Regions from separate parts of the Macaca mulatta genome. Here region 2 is linked to region 1. A link is a contact called in public Hi-C data. All regions are on one chromosome and are shown on one strand. Each heading gives the region's core, a stretch centred on a gene start, on an enhancer-like site or on the middle of the called end of the contact. The rest is flanking DNA. Distances are from core to core; before and after follow the strand shown. Region 1 holds the start of UAP1 (UDP-N-acetylglucosamine pyrophosphorylase 1). Region 2 holds the start of UHMK1 (U2AF homology motif kinase 1).

Region 1 (4,596 bases), core at 1,906-4,405:
AGTCATTTGTTCATATCTGCAACATACATGAAATAGCTCCAGAATTTTTTCATTTGATCAAGTATCTTATGTGGCTTTCAGGCATCTTTTACAACTCTCCTTATACAGGTTTTGCACATTTTGCACTAAATTTATACTTATTATTATTTTTTTTTGCTGTTATAAATGGGATTTTCTCCACCATCGTGTCTTCTAGATGTTATAATGTGTGTATATGAGAGCTACTGATTTACTGATTTCTACATGTTCATTTTATAACTTGCTACCTTACTGATATGGTTTGTCTCTGTGTCCCCACCCAAATCTCACCTCCAATTGTAATAATCTCTATGTGTCAAGGGTCAGACCAGGTGGAGATAATTGAATCACGGGATGGTTTCTGTTGTAGTGTTCTTGTGATAGTGAATTCTCATTATATCTGTTTTTTTTTTTCTTTTTTTGGAGACGGAGTCTCGCTCTGTCACCCAGGCTGGAGTGCAGTGGTGAAATCTAGGCTTACTGCAACCTCCGCCTCCCAGGTTCAAGCGACTCTCCTGCCTCAGCCTCCTAAGTAGCTGGGACTACAGGCACGTACCACCACACCCGGCTAATTTTTGTATTTTTAATAGAGACAGGGTTTCGCTATGTTGGCCAGGCTGATCTCAAAACTCCTGACCTCATGATTCACCCACCTCAGCCTCCCAAAGTGCTGGGATTACAGGCGTGAGCCACCGTGCCTGGCTGATATGATGGTTTTATAAGGGGCTTCCCCCTTCACTCAGTGCTCATTCTCTCTCCTGCTGCCCTGTAAAGAGGTGCCTTCCATCCTGATAGTAAGTTGCCTGAGGCCTCTGCAGCCATGCAGAACTGTGAGTCAATTAAACCTCTTTTCTTTATAAATTACCCAGTCTTGGGTATCTCTTGATAGCAGTGTGAAAACGGACTAATACACTAATCAAAATTTTATGGTTAGTCTTATCGTTGACTCTTTAGGGTTTTGCAGGTATTCTCTCTTGTCATTTGCAAGTCGAAGTAGTTTTACTACTTTTTAGAATTCTCAAAATGTATTTTTTAAATTTTATATATATTTTTCGAATTCATAAGCCTCTTATGATTTCTGTTGTCTAACTTCATTAGCTGATACCTTTGGTGTAATGTCAAAAAATCAATAGGTAGAGTGAGCATCGCTGCCTTGTTTTCTTCAATCGGCTCTTAAAAGACCATGTATACAAACAGTATTTTGAAGGACAGATATAACTCTAGTGTGAGAAATTTCTGGACATTTAGCTGGCAAGATGAGATTATGGCCCCTCTTATGCCTACTAACCGGAATAACAAACAAACAAATGAAACTTCAGCAAAAAAGGGCAAAAGTACAAATTTGATTTTATAGTAGTTCATTAAAAACATTTGAGCCAGACCTCAGTTCTACCTTTTTTCTTTAAAGGATTTCTAACTAATAATTTTGCTCTTTACTCAGTCATTCATCTAAGACTTATAGAATGCCTGTAATATTCCAGCCATTATCTTAGGTTCTTTCTCACTTTTTACTACACCCATGTGAAATAGGTATTAGCTTCATTTCATAAAAGGACATTGGAGTTTGGAGTGGTTAAATGACTTACCCAAAGTCACACAGTTAGTAAGTATAGACTGATTTTGAATCTGGGTCTCCTAGTTTGAATTTTTATAAGTACTCAATAATAAATAATAACTAAAAGTTATTTAGTGTTTACTGTTTTACATACTTCATTTATATCGATTGGTTTAATACAACCACCAAATGGCATTTTCATCTTTATTGTCTGTTTTTTATAGATGAGAAAACTGATCGCACAAGTAGCTTGCCAAAGATCACAAGCAATAAAGAAGCTGAAATTGTCTTCGGATCCCGTGGTTAAGAAACCAATCACTACACTGTAAACCAATCACTACAGTATTCTTCTTTCAAAGAAACAAATGAAGTTCCAGGATCATGAGAGATGGAGAGTATTCAATCTCCTGAATGTAAATCTACAACCATTACTTACCAAGTTTAAGTTTTTCTGTTGTTACTTGAGGCAGTGGGTGATTATGCAACTGGTAAAGGGAACGAAAAGGCCTTTGCACTCAAGAAAGTAGAAGAAAGGCGCCTGAATCTCTTTATGATAGGTGGTATGTTAAATTTAGGTGTTTTCGTATTTCAACATATCCCACTTCTTGCAAAAACTGCAAAATGCAACACAACTTTAAATGTAAACATAGCTTCCAAGGGCACAGTGCTGAACATATAATAACCTGTGTGTACACTAGGTTATGTAACAGGACTGTAAACACTGGTCCTGGAATGGCCTGGGAGGTCATCTAGGCCCTCCGCCATCTTTCTGCAGAGTACTGAAGCCTAGCTACGTTGTCTGCAGACTCACAAAGATGACCCCCGGCTTATACTGCCTTAGGTTACCTAATACCTTTGTTTGCATTTCCTCTCTCCTTTCCTGTCTGCTTGTGCTAAAGAAAAAAGGCCTGGCTTCACCTTCTTGGGAGCCAAAACACAACCAGAGAGCGAGTTTGGAGCCCGGTCAGGCATCTTGCGAACTGCACACAAAATAGCCCAAGGTCAGAGAGCGCGCCAGGCCCGCCCTGAAAGTTTCTCCGCAGGAAAATCCGCCGCTCTTTCCCAACCATCCGCGTGGGTGGCTCGGAAATCCGCCACCCTGGGGACACAGCTCCCTGCCCATCTCTGTGGCCCGTTGTGCCTCGTGCCGCTGGGCCAAAAGCCTCGGGCTCGCACCTCTCAGTACAACCTAGAGACATCAGGAGTCCTGGGACCCAGTAGGCGCTCTCTGCCGGCCCGGGCGTGGCCCCTCCTAGCGGACCCAACTAATATCCTCCAGCCTCAGCCAGTGCGCTGGAGGGACGGGGCCGCCAGCCGACTGCGCTCCAGGACTATCCCCATTGGGCCAGAGAATGAGTGACGCACTAGGCCCCGCCCCGCCCTGGCGGGTTACTCCTTTCACGCCCGGCCCCCGTCCCTAGCCCCGCCTCGGCGCCCCCGGCTGCGTCCGCGTCGTCATCTGCGCTCCGGACGCTGACGTGTCTGGGCGGTCGGCTTCCACTCCTCCCGGCGCCGGCAGCCACTAGTCGTGGCGAGAGGGGCGGGGTGGCCGGGGCTGGCGTTCCCCTTGGCCCCCGCTCCCGGCCCGCCCCGCCGCCGCGGCCCCCCGGATGAGGGTATATATTCGGAGCGGGCGCGGGACGCCGATGAGTGGCTGCGCGGAAGGAGCTGGAGACAGGCGTAGCTGTGGTCGCGCCGAGGAAGGTGAGGAGCTCCCAGCCCAGCGAGGGGACGGCGGGGCCCTGGACCCGGGCGGGCGGAGGACCTGGCCCCGCCGCACACACAGCCATGCGCTCAGACGTGGACACGCGTCGCACGAACGTGCACAGCGCGGGCAACCGAGCACACACACCCCCCAGCCCGTGCGCCCCTCAGTCGCACCCCGTCGTCCGCCACCCGGCGAGAGGGTGTGTGGGCTGGGCAGCCGGGTGGATGGCGGGGCCAGGGATGGAATGATCTCGCCCCAGATGGACTGGGGGCGTTGTGAGAGGAGGTCTGGGCCAGTGTCTGGAGTCCGAGGGGGTTGTGTAGGCGTGTGGGGTTGCGAGTGGGGCCTTTCCCGGGTGGGCAGTAGAGACCTCGAGGCTCTCAGGCTAGGGCCTTGTGGACAGTTATACCAAGTGGGGGGGCCTCCAGTGGGACAGGAGATCGTTGGAACTGTCAGGTGGAAGCGAGTTCGTGTATCTTGAATATATGAGGAAAATAATTGAGAGCTCTGACAAAGACGGGATACATTTGGAGGACAGGACAGTGGGACAAAACCTGTTTGCTTGCCACTTTTTTCTTTCTTTTTTTTTGGTTTGGTTTGCCATGATACTGGTAGTGAGAGAGAATTGAAATTTCTGGGTTTCCCCGTGCTTGGCCAAGCAGAAGGATGGTATTGGAGGGCTAAGTACACATATGCTGAACATATGGCTGCTTGAACTTTGGCCTGACGCTGTGCTACACTTACTTCTACGTGGTTTATGAAATCTGGAATCAGGTAATAGGATTATAATCATATGTGTGTGTCATTTGGTATTGCAAAAGTTTAAGGACTTTTAGGTGAAATTCACTGGGTGTGGACCCAAGAGTTCGTCGGAAACTAAAGGTCTGTTCCTTCACTGTTAGTCAGTTGGCTCACTTAGCTGGAGCTAAGAAAGACTTCTTAGGCTGTGCTGCCAAGCATTTATAGGATTCAGTTGGTGGTTATGTCTCAACGCTGATACTGTGTTTTAAAAGCTGTAAAAGGTTTACTTAATCATTTCGAGGGCATACATATACCAGCAGAGATAGGGGCCGAGTGGGGGAGGCCAGAAAAGGAGGGAGAAATACTGGATTTCTTTAATACTGGTATTTAAATTCTAATAAAAATATATTTGATAATGGTAGATTATTACCAAATTTGTCATATATTTTGATGCAGATGGATTAGGCTGTGGGCATGTACCAAGTTTTGTTATAATTTCTAGAGCAGCTTTTCAACTTTTTCAGTTTTCGGTTGTCAAAATAAAAATTCTTGTCTTTTAACTCTTCTGTTCATT
Region 2 (3,981 bases), core at 461-2,960, 69 kb before region 1:
TCCCTTAGATAAGAATTTGGGGCCAGGTGTGGTGGCTCACTCCTGTAATCCCAGCACTTTGGGAGGGTGAGGCAGGTGGATAATGAGGGCAGGAGTTCAAGACCAGCTTCACCAACAAAGAGAAAGTTCGTCTCTACTAAAAATGCAAAAGTAGCCGGCGTGGTGGCGCATTCCTGTAATCCCAGCTACTTCGGAGGCTGAGGCAGGAGAATCGCTGGAATCCGGGAGGGGGAGGTTGCGGTGAGCTGAGGTGCCGAGATCAAGCCATTGTACTCCAGCCTGGGCAACAAGAGTGAAACTCCGTCTAAAAAAAAAACTTGAGCAAGAGAGAAGACAGGTCAGAGTTTAGTCCTCAACCTCTCCTCAAACTTTCCACTTAGCACTATATGAACCATATCGAACCTGGCTGGGAACTTACACAAAACCTGAGGAAAAGAAGATAGGGCCTATTGCCTGATACTAAGTTTTTGCCACACAATCAGAATAGAGTTTGAAAGAGAAAAGGTTGAATGACTGAAAAGTAAAGGCGGCTACATTTCTTACACATCCTAGTTTGTGGATTGAGATGCCTATTTGCTACATTTGTTACTCAATAAACGTTTGCTGAATGAATAAAATAATTGAATAAATAAATGAAAAATAAAAATTTGAAACAGATCCATGTTTGCCCAGGGTGAATGTTCTTTGATGAGGGAGCCATAGGCAAGGTGGACTATATTGATAAAAAGAGTTAAACTCTGAAAAATGTTTGAAGAGATTTATTCTGAGCCAAATATGAGTGACCATGGCCTGTGACACAGCCCTCAGGAGATCCTGAGATCATGTACCCAAGGTGGTTGGGGTGCAGCTTGGTTTTATACACTTTGGGAGACATGAGATTTCAATCAAATACATTTAAGAAATACACTGATTTGGCCCAGAAAGGTGGGACAACTCGAAGCGGGGATTGGTGGGGGGAGAAATGGGTGCTTCCAGGTTATAGGCAGATTTAAAATTTTTCTACTTGGCAATTGGTTGAAAGAGTTATTAATAGAAAGGAATGTCTGGGTTGTCTTAAGAACTTGTGGAGACCAAAGTTTTATCATGCAGATGAAGCCTCCAGGTAGCAGGCTTCCGAGAAAATAGATTGTAAATGTTTCTTACCAGACTGAAGATCTGTGTTGACATTAACCAGAGAGGTATAATGAGGCTACTCGGACAAGGCCCTACTTCCCTTCATGGCCTGAACCAGTCTTTCAGAATTTGAGTGCCCTGACCTAGGAGAAAGTCCATTCCGATGGTTGGCGGGGGAGCTTAGAATTTTATTTTTGGTTTACATCTAAAAGAAGCACAAAGGTCTAGGCATCCAGAATCGTGGTTACTGGTGATCATGGACCTGCAGGTGATGGTAAATTCTCTCTTTTTGTTCCTGGTGTGTTTTCCTTGGGATCCTTTCTATGAGAAATGTAGGTAGGGTTTTATTTTTCTGGGTTCCTAGTGGTGAGGTGAGGTGCCTCAACAAGAAAAAGGACCAGTTTTAGCTTCAGGTCTATGTGAAAGCGGTTAACACTGGGCTTGGAATGGTAGATACCCAATGATTAAGGTTACTTGTTATTCTCGGTTCTTCTTTCCAAACCTAACTCATCTAATCACTTCTAGGCCCCGCCCCCTCTGTGCCCCCCTCCTTCGGCCTGTACGATGGGCTCTTCCTCCATTTCCGGCTTCTGGGACTCGGGTGCACCACGGCTTCCGGTGTCATGGCTGTTTGAAGTCTCGGGAGTCGGTGAGGCGGCTGCAGGTCTCTCCCTGCGGAGCCGCTGGTCCGGCTGGCGGGGATGTGACCGCGGGCCCGGCCGGCCTGCCTCAGGCGTCGCGTCAGCTCCCGAGTCCGTGCCCTTAGCCCACACCGATGGCGGGATCCGGCTGCGCCTGGGGCGCGGAGCCGCCGCGTTTTCTGGAGGCCTTCGGACGGCTGTGGCAGGTACAGAGCCGTCTGGGTAGCGGCTCCTCCGCCTCGGTGTATCGGGTTCGCTGCTGCGGCAACCCTGGCTCGCCCCCCGGCGCCCTCAAGCAGTTCTTGCCGCCAGGAACCACCGGGGCTGCGGCCTCGGCCGCCGAGTATGGTTTCCGCAAAGAGAGGGCGGCGCTGGAACAGTTGCAGGGTCACAGGAACATCGGTAATTGCCCCTGGCTCCTTTCTTTTCTTGCCCGGGTCACAGTCCGAGCACACTCCTCCTCTCGCTATCTGGCGTTCTGTCTTCCTCCCCTTCTGCGGGAGAAGCGGGTCTAGCCTTCTTTATCACCCGATCCAGGCCCCTTTCCCCTTTCACTGTAATACTGTCTGCGGTATAGTGGAATTGGTGGTCTGCTTTGCCAGGTGTCACACAGATGCTCAGTAAATTCTGTCCTGCTTCGAGTCCCATCGGAGAGTGCCGCATTCATTAGCATACAGAAATATCTTTTCTAGTGAGAGGAGGCACGTCTTTGCTAGATTGTCGTGTCTTGTGTGGAAATTTTTGGATCTTTGCATACCAGTAGAAAATGGGAACTATGTCTGGGCCTTGTGACATCAATGCTGGTAACTCATATAGCTCACCTGTTATATATTTAGTACGGATTTGGAAGAAATGATTCACTATTCCATGGGAGCCCTTATAGAAGTGTGAAATTTAGGAACACTGTGCCTTTGCTCTCGTGAGACTGTTTCATGAATCAGATACTCAGAATGTAAGCTATGTAATGATCACTGATGATTGATCTGTGGAAAGGTTTCATTTCTATTACACGACAGAAAGCTTATCATTAGTTATGGCTTTGGTTATTAAAGAAAAGTGAGTTTTTTTATAATACCATTTTGGAGAAGAATTAACACTAGTGCTACATTTTTTTAGTTTACTAAATGGTCTGTTACTATAAGTTTGGTACTGAAAAGGGAAAATTTTTGCAAGCCTAAGAACTTGCTGAATCTCTGCAAGATTAGTTGAAATTTCGTCCGGAAAGTCTCAATCTCTTCGTTAGTATTTAGATTATAGATAGCTGTTTGTTTTTCTGTTTTAATTTTTTTTGAGACAAGTTCACTCTGTCACCCAGGCTGGAGTACAATGGCGAGATCACAGTTCACTTCAGCCTCCAATTCCTCCTAAAGCCATTCTCCTGCCTTAGCCTCCCAAGTAGCTGGGACTACAGGCACATAGCACCACGCCTGACTAATTTTTTGTAGAGAGGAGGTTCCCCTTTGTTACCCAGGCTGGTCTCCAAACTCCTGGGCTCAAGCAGTCCTCCTGCCTCGGTCTCCCAGAATGCTGGGATCATAGGCATGAGCCACTGTGACAGACCTAGACGGCTATTTTGGATGAAGAAGCAATCTTTAGTTTGGTTTTTGCACATTGTGACATTCCTTTTAAAAGAGTTGCTTAATATTTGGATTTTTACTTTTTAAAATTTTTTTAAAAGGACCTCATGATGCAACAGTAAGTTTTATTTATTTATATTTTGGATTTTTACTTTTAATCATTTTTGGTTGGCACTCCAAGTTCATGTGCATCACCACTGAGTACTCGGTAAACACAAATTGAATAATTGTACTGTATGTAGTATCTGTGAATGGTAATCAGCTATTGTAGGCTGTCTCATCTTATTTTTATTAAAATAACCCAATTGCCAAAAGATCTTATTCATGGGAAAAATAAATTACAGTGGAAGCTTGCTCAGCAAAGTTATCCTTATCTAGACTATGGCAAGTTTGTACTGCAGTTACCTACTTTAATAGTGACTTACTCTGAGTCTGATTTTTAAAGTATGATAATTTCTTTTTCTAGTGACTTTGTATGGAGTGTTTACAATCCACTTTTCTCCAAATGTGCCATCACGCTGTCTGTTGCTTGAACTCCTGGATGTCAGTGTTTCGGAATTGCTCTTATATTCCAGTCACCAGGGTTGTTCCATGTGGATGATACAGCATTGTGCCCGAGATGTTTTGGAGGCCCTTGCTTTTCTTCATCA

Evidence for each region. A called contact is a pair of places that touch in the nucleus more often than the background predicts.
Region 2: a Hi-C map of cortical neurons shows a contact between it and region 1, with 3 times the contacts expected there. The contact joins the promoter of UHMK1 here to the promoter of UAP1 in region 1. A contact is called at or near these places in 3 of 14 Hi-C or Micro-C datasets (CD4 T cells, blood and cortical neurons).

The regions. Positions count from the first base shown.
Region 1 is chr1:104,336,311-104,340,906 of T2T-MMU8v2.0, reverse strand. It overlaps UAP1 (UDP-N-acetylglucosamine pyrophosphorylase 1), which reads left to right and starts at 3,155. Exons shown (of 10, transcript NM_001266909.2): 1 at 3,155-3,277.
Region 2 is chr1:104,404,442-104,408,422 of T2T-MMU8v2.0, reverse strand. It overlaps UHMK1 (U2AF homology motif kinase 1), which reads left to right and starts at 1,710. Exons shown (of 8, transcript NM_001266768.1): 1 at 1,710-2,156; 2 at 3,798-3,981. The coding sequence starts at 1,889. It overlaps LOC144329876 (a long non-coding RNA gene), which reads right to left and starts at 2,136. Exons shown (of 3, transcript XR_013395605.1): 1 at 1,144-2,136; 2 at 1-316.